2 separate regions of the Sus scrofa genome follow, and region 1 is linked to region 2. The links are chromatin contacts, called in public targeted proximity ligation maps. All regions are on one chromosome and are shown on one strand. The core of a region is the stretch at or near the end of the contact, and the rest is flanking DNA. Distances in the headings are between cores, read along the strand shown.

What was found.
Region 1: a contact with region 2 is called in a targeted proximity ligation map of alveolar macrophages, with 7 times the contacts expected there. A contact is called at or near these places in 1 of 47 Hi-C or Micro-C datasets (fibroblasts) and 1 of 2 datasets of targeted methods (alveolar macrophages).

Annotation. Positions count from the first base shown.
Region 1 is chr4:14,510,551-14,514,848 of Sscrofa11.1, reverse strand. All of the region lies in intron 4 of NSMCE2 (E3 SUMO-protein ligase NSE2), which reads left to right. Among named protein-coding and RNA genes, the nearest start is that of WASHC5, 85 kb to the left of the region's middle.
Region 2 is chr4:14,106,138-14,110,108 of Sscrofa11.1, reverse strand. No RefSeq gene overlaps it. Among named protein-coding and RNA genes, the nearest start is that of TRIB1, 190 kb to the left of the region's middle.

The DNA.
Region 1 (4,298 bases), core at 1,644-4,143, 400 kb before region 2:
ATGGTGAAGAGAATATGAGCTTAGCAACCAGAAGATCTGGGTTCAAGTTGCTTAATAAAATAGCCTGGTTTTCCCTACCAGTGTCACTCATTTTTCTTAGTTTGGAATTTTGGAGTCATACAAATCAAGATTGATTGAAGATAATTTTTATACTTGGTGGTGGTAGTGATGAATGAGTTAGGGAATAATTTCACAGAAAAGAATTCTGTTTTCCTGAGTGCTAATCATGTCCTTACTATCCCAAGTTGTCACATAAACAGTATGACTTGGTTTAGGGCAGACAGAACCAGACTGTGTTGGATGAAATGATTTTAACTTATCTGAACAACGTATTCATATTATGTTCTCTGTTCCTTCCCCTTTTCGCTTAAACTCCTTACACTGTTACAACTCATGGTTTCCTGCAGTTTTAACGTCAGGAGAACTTAATGAGCATATGTAGACATCTCTGTATAGACGCTTTCCTCAGGTTATCTTTTTGGCGTCCTTATTCATATACCTGTTATATGATTAGCAAGCATCAGAAGTTTTAGTGTAGGTCCGCAAGGCAGAAATTGAGGGCATTTGACAATAATTCTTTCTTAAAAACCATTACAGTTTAAGGGCTTCACTTTGTGATGAAAATAGAATTTACTGTGAATCTGAGATCTTTTAGTGTTAAAATAATCTAATATGATGTAATTTTGATGGTGCCTTTAAATGTCAATTGAGAGCATGTCTTTTAATGCAGATTTGCTAATCTGAAAATGTTCATCACAAACTTAACAGTACATTTAGGTCACATGAGATATGCAAAATGTAAGATATGGAGACATTGGAATCCATGAGTAGAACTCAGAAATCAGTTTCAGTGATAATATTTGTATCCATACATAGGCATTTACAGTGTAATCTTGTAATTATATGGATTCACAAATTAACTGTGTACCTTCGCTTGAAACATGCTCATTATAGATCTCAAAACTGATGAAATAGGGAGTGGTCATTCACGTCGCAAAAGAATTTCCTCAAGGATCCTGTTAAATGGGGAGTTCCTGGGAGTTCCCTGATGATCTAGTGGTTAGGATTTAGCACTTTCACCACTGCCACCCGGATTCAATCCCTGGTCTGGGAACTGAGATCCCACATCAAGCTGCTGCATGCCGTGGCAGACAGACAGACAGACAGATGATAGATGGTTCCTTAGGAGCATTAGAATACCTTTACTATTCCTTGTGGGTTGCTTACCCCTTCCTTCAGCATCTATTCAAAGCCACAGTGTAGTTCCACGAGGGTAGGGACTTGTGTGTTTTGCCTCCTGCTATATTCCTTGAGGTCCTGGCACAGAGTATGGACAGCACAGGTCCTCGATGGTCACGAGAATCTTCAGGAGAACTGTCATCCGCTTGAAAGCTTAGGCCCTACGTAAAGGAGCCCTGCCAGCTGTGCCAGTTCCTTGTTGCTGTGAGTGAGGGCGGACCCAGTGTTGCCAGATCTTCGGATTCTTTTGGAAAACTCAGAAACTTAGCTGATTATTTTTCAGTTACTAAATTTTGAAACCGTGGTGCAAACAAAACTGTCAGTTGGTGACCTCAGATTTTGCCTTCTCGTGATGCCATTTTCAGTGCCTTGTTATGCACGTAACAAGGGACATCAGCATTCATTTGCCCAATTAACAGTAGATCACGATTTCTTCAGAGAAGGAGATGGCTTTGCTTCAGGATACTTCAAAGTAAGGCCAGACGTGCATTTCATGTCTTTTGGGAATGTATGGTAGAAATCCAGTGGTTTCTATTGAAAAGCAGATGGAGACTTTATGGTGAAGGGCCAGGTATGGGAGTTCCTAATCCAGAAGCAGGGGAAAGGTGGAGTTATAGAGAAGACGAGCACCTCTGAAGATGGAGAAGGTGTGTGTGAGTCTTGAAGCCTGGAAGGAAGAAGAGGGAGACATAGAGGTAGTGCCAAGAGGGAGACTGTGCCTAGAAATACGTCGAATGCATTTAAACTACACCAAGTTGTGACTAACCTGACTTAATCCTGAACCTATAAATCTCTTTGTTGTAAAGTATAACTGTCTATCCAGACAGTGTGTACTGCTGGTCTGAAATTAACCAAAGCCCAAGACCCTTTAAGGCAGGAGTAATCTTATTCATCTCTGTGTTCCTCTTGTTCCTCACCCAATCAGTCAGGTAGTACTTATGGAACAGGATTATTCAACTAGAAAAAGAGGGTCAGAACCTAGTTAAGGTAGTTTGATGATAAACCTTTTCCCTTCAGTACTGTGTCATCAATAGAGAAGAGAATAAGAAGAGGAAGAAAATTATTAGCACGTACAGGGTTGGGCTCTAAAGTCAGCAGCAAAGGTTAAGAACTTATATTGTCTTTGAAAAGCCTTTAAATTACTCAAAAAAGGCCACATACTTGGTTTTGTGATTATAACCTGTTATAGTGATATGTTGGTGTAAATGTGTAGTGTAGACAGTAATATCATTTTTAATACCATAGTGGCATCATGCTCAAGAATTGAGTTTGGCTCACTTTGTGTGACTGCTTAGAACATTTGAGCAAATGTATAAAAATTTAAGTTTGTGGCCCTTCTGTAGACACTTGTATCCTCTCTGTGGCTCTCAGTAGCTCTTCATTTTTCCCTTGATGTTGATGAAGCCATCATCATTTGCTGCGTGACCGTGCATTGTTGGGAAATGGTGAAAGTCATAAGTTTCATAAGAGACATTGGCTTTTTCAGGCAGAATTGCATCCCTGGCCTGAGAACTCATAGTCATTGAATGAAAGCTATGCCCTATGCATTTTTATTCTTCGTGTATTTGCCTCTCTCTCTCTCTTCCTCTTCTCTGTGAGTCATTCCATCTGATTCTTGTGTCTTTCTGCTTTCTTTGTGTTTCCCACCCCATATGGTTTCTCTTTCCCGTAGGGCATTACTTAACTTCAGTGGTAGCTAAATGCTACCATTCCCATCTGAATGATGAAGCAGCTTCAGAGAGATTAAGTGATATGCCTGAGGTTGCAAAACTCTAAGCAAGCAGTAGAATTGGAAGACAGAAGATGCCAGGGGGAGGGAGAATTAGGAAGAGCTATGACCCTTCCTCTCTCTTCTGTTTCATAAAGTTGTTATTTCCTAGGAGTTTTTACATTTTAAAGCAGATTTGGAATGCCAAGTAAATAACTGAATTAGTGAAGAAAAAAGATAAATTCAACTTAGATTGTTTCTGGACTTCCCATGTGGCTCACAACAAATTAGATTATTTCTGTTGTGGCGAAGTTTTAGTCAGGCCATTAAGCAATCAGGGAGCTCTTTGGTAGTGAAAGACTGGCTCTCCTACATGTGCATTATAATAAACAGCAAAGATGCCCATCTGCTCTGCCTTCATTCTAGATTTTCCCTGGTCCTTTTCAAAGACAGTAAAAATAGAAGTAATAACCAAGCTTTCTATAGTGCTTACTACATATGGTACTTAGTCAATACCTGTTGAATTAATGAATAATGTACAGGCATTGTTTGAGGACCTACCTATACAAGGGGTGTGGTATTTGTGTACATTATTATAGCAAATGTATACAAATGGATACTTTATTATTTCTGACAACACTGCACGAGAACTATACCCATTTTATAGATTAGAAAATATGCAAAGAGAGGTAATACGATTTCCGTAAGACCATAAGTGCAGAAATTCAAACCCAGGTTTTGGTGACACCAAAATTCATGTTCTTTCTCCCGTATGCCGTGCCAATGCTTCAAAACACTTTCATGCTTTTTCTTGTCTCAGTTCAAGCAAGCATCTCATTCATCTCTTAAAAAAACGGATGTGTCATAGGACTCTTGAGTAGAGAGCAGTGTGTTTGGTCTCCCAAATCACAGATCTGCCTTGATAGCCTCTGATGACACTGGTGGAAGCTGCTTCATCTGGCTGAGAGAGAATCTTTTGCTTAGTCCCTTCCATGTAGAGGTCAGGGAGTAGGGGGTCACATCAGGCATTAGGTAGCACTTAATGTGTGCATGACATTGCCTTCAGTGCTGCCCCGAGACAAACAGGTAGCAGCTGAAGTCCATTTTATAGACAAAAAAGTGAGACTTATAAAAGGCAAGTGGGTTGGTCACAAGGTAAGTTTCAGAGTGAGACTTAAAACTGAGCCCTCCTCTGCCAGATCTCATGGTTTGGGCAACACATTCAGTAAATGGTGCCTAGGAATGCCATTTCCGGTGTGAATAGTTAACCGCGCTATGGCCGAGAGGGGCAAGATATTTATTGCGCCACAAGTTTAGAACAAGTTCCATGAAATGTATTTCAAGCATAACA
Region 2 (3,971 bases), core at 384-2,883:
TTGGGAGAAACAGTCTTCCAGGTCAGGAGACACCATAACACTGATGCAAACCAAGATGCTATTAGAGTCAGGGACCACAGGCGCCCATGCCAACTTGCATCAGAATCCCAACCTCTGGCCTCTCTTGGCTAGCTGCCTTTCATTGGTTGGACCCTGGTCCTGCTGATGACCAGATGGCAATGGAAAGACTAGGGAGGTACAAGGCAGGACCCCAGAGAGGATTTTGAGGCCATGACAAACCAGATGCCTCTCTGACTTTTAGAGCATTCTGGCTATAACAGGTATACTTTGCTTTTAAAACATGGCAAGTAGCTGAGATTGTTAAGAATAAAAATGAGGAGTTCCCGTTGTGGTGCAGCAGAAATAAATCCGATTAGGAACCATGAGGTTGCCGGTTCAATCCCTGGCCTCGCTCAGTGGGTTAAGGATCCGGCATTGCCGTGAGCTGTGGTGTAGGTCGCATATGCGGCTCGGATCCTGCATTGCTGTGGCTGTGGTGTAGGCCAGTGGCTACAGCTCTGTTTAGACCTCTAGCCGGGTAACCTCCATATGCCATGGGTGCGGCCCTAGAAAAAAAACAAAAGACAAAAAGACACACACACACACACAAAAAGAAGAGTAAAAATGAACTTCCGTGTCCTGGAAGGAAGGGAGTTGGTCAAATACTAAAAGTCAAACCTAATCCCTTAGCAGGCAGGCTGTGAACAGCTAAAGAACGGGGAATTGCTTTTCAAGCTCAGATCTCTCATATGAGCAATGCCATTAATAATTGCTGATATTTAATAAGTGGTTACCACGTGCCGGGCTCTCGGCTCTGCTTTTGATGCACCTGACCTCACAATAACCCAGCTGGAGAGGAATTTTGAATTATCTCCAAATCTCATATGCAGGAAGTGAGACTTAGGTCCTGGGACTAGCACAGAACTGGGATCTGAAGTCAGGTACAGAAGTTCTGTAAGATGACTGCTAAAATGGATGCCCTCTGCAATGGTTTGCATAGAAGGGGGCCAAGGAATAACCATGTTGTTAGGTTGGGGTCTTGTGTTCTTGATGTCGCAAAGGGCAGATGCCAAGTCACTGCGTGGATGTGTTAAGTGTCCATGGATGCTGAATTGTTGGAAGAGTCCCTGTGGACCACTCCATGCCCTAACATCCCAAATGTGGGTCCAGACTTCCCGGGAGCACTCCAGCTTCCATGGAATGGGAGGCTCTGGGATGATGGTGTCCTGGGAATTGGGTGACTGAGCTGCTCATTTTGGGTTCCACCCTTTGCTGGCTGTTTGACTTCAGGCAAGGGACTTAGTCACCAGGGAACCTACTTTTCTCATCTGTAAGATGAGGATAATGAGACCTGACTCCTGCCTTCCTCACAGGGAAGCTTCCTGAGATCACCTCACCAGCGTCTTTTGATCTGCTTGAAAGAATCCTTAATTGCCTGGCCAGGCACCTGAGCAGCTGGGCGAAAGTTTTATGACCTGAGATTCCCACAACCCATAATCTGAATGCACCCAGAAGCTCTCTGAGGTTTTCAGTGATGGATTCGGCTGGCAAGCGCTCTGCCAGGCCATCAACAGAGATGTCTCAGAGCCTTAGTCATATAATAGGTGGTTTCCCAAGGCTTCCACTTATTCACGTAGTATTTCTCAAGAGCTCCTCTGCATACAAGGCAATTTCTCACCCCTCCCCAGACCTGGCCACAGCAGTGGTGTCTGGCATCATGGCATACTGCCAACTCTCCAGGACAGTGCCCAGCCACCTTAGCCAGAGCTTGGATGTGCTCTGTGCTCTCTGGTTCCTGTTTCTAAAAGGCTTCTTCAGGAGTTCCCATAGTGGCTCAGTGGGTTAGGAACCCAGCTAGTATCCATAAGAATGTAGGTTTGATCCCTGGCCTCGCTCAGTGGGTTGAGGATCCAGCATTGCCACGAGCAGTGGTATAGGTCACAGACACGATTCAGATCCCACGTTGCTGTGGCTGTGATGTCGGCTGGCAGCTGCAGCTCTGATTCCATCCCTAGCCCGGACAATTCCGCATGCCATAGGTGCGGCCCTAAAAAGCAAAAAAAAAAAAAAAAAAAAAAAAAAGAAGAAGGACTTCTGAGAGTTCCCTGGTGGCTCAGTGGGTTAAGGATCTGGCATTGCCACTGTGCCTTGGGTTGCTGCTGTGGCACAGGTTCATTTCCGGGCCCAGGAACTTCCACATGCCACAGGCATGGACAAAAAGAAAAAATAAAACAAAACAAAACAAAATAAAATAATGATCTCAGTGTGAAAGAAGGTGGGGAAAGTTGGGGAGACTGACATGACTATGGCAGTTCATGGCTTTTGGGGGAGCCCAGTGTCTGAAGGCCCTGGTTATGCTGGTTTAGGTGCCTGCGCCTTATCCTGGAAGAGAAGGAACTGGAAGCAGGAAAGTCACGTGGTCTCTACCTTCCTGACTGAGCAATCTGGCAGGTATTCTCAGACTCCCAGGCCTTTGCCAGGCTAGTGTCTATCCCCCCACCACCTCTCCATCCCTCCCCTGCATCTCCCCATTCTCCTCCTGCTGTGGTTCTACCATCTTTCATGGTCCCCTTTAAGTGCCATCTGGATCGGAGTCAAAATTCATTGTTCCTTCCTCTGGGAACTCAGAGTCCATTACTTTCAGGTTCTGCTTACTGCAGCCCACCTTATATTTTATGTCAGTTGCACCTGTTGTTTCCCTCACTGGACTGAAAGTTCCCTAAAGGGTGTGTTAACCCTGGAACATTGATGTCTGCATTTCCCACAGCACTTAGCATCCAATGCTCTGAGCCAGGCCTTTCTCAAGCTCCAGTGCCTCTGCTTATTAGCAATGTGATCTTGGACAAGTCACTTTATCTCTAAGACTTCGCGTCGTCTCATCTATAAGATGGGGATAATGATTTTTATTGCATAGGATAATTGTGAGGATTAAGTAAAGTACTCGTTAGCACCCAATAAACATCAGTTGCCCTCCTCTGCTCTCTGGCTCATAAAGATTGCTGCAACATCTTGGGAGAGCATCCCTGAGTGGGGAGGGGCTCACTTTTCCTGTGAGGCCAGGGGAAGCGTCTGGTGCAAATATGAGATCTCATCTGCACCTGCTTGCTGAGCATCTGGGAGGAAAGGCAGCATATCCATGTTATTGCCTGGAGCCTTGGTTATCAGTGGCAGTTGATGCCACTCATTCTACTCTGATCATTTTCTTTTTGACACGTTCCCTGGAACACTTATCCTTAATGTAAACAAACAAACAAACAAACAAACAAAAAATGCTGGAAAGAAATTGCCAAAACGAGTTAAATCATGTGAGTGTCCTGGTCTAGGATTATGCCCTAAACCAAGGTGGGCTCTCAGGGAGAGGAGAAACAGGGGTCTGCCTGAGCCTTGCCCATTTCTACCTGGTTGCTGCTCAGCCTGTGTACAGAATCTGCTCTGAGATGACAAGCGTCATTGTCATGGCTGTGGTTGTCCTTGACATTAGCAGCCTCCTTCTCCTTCTCTCATCTGCCATTTAGGTGGGAGAAGGACAGAACCCCACCTCCTCACCTCCCTGGCCAATCTCCGTAGCCTCCATCTGCATGCATCGCCGCATCAGTCCCTGGCCTGCTTTTGCACAAACCTGATCCTTACAGCCACCCTGTGAAGCAGGTAGAAAAACTGCTGTCATCTTCATAGGTGAGGAATCAGGTGCAAAGAAGTACAACGACTCGCCCAAGTCACTGCGCAAGCTGGGAAGGGAGTGGGGCACAGGCAGACCTGGGGCTGGGTCTCAGGTGGCTTGAAGCCTGAAGAAGGCTGTTTGAAAGAAAGGACTGCCTTGTCTCTCTTGGCAGCCAGCCCTGGTTCCTCTTGATAGAATGAGGATTTTTCTTTTTCTTTTTTTTCTTTTTTTTTTTTTGTCTTTTTAGGGCCACACCCACAGCACATGGAAGTTCCCAGTCTAGGGGCTGAATCAGAGCTGCAGCTGCTGG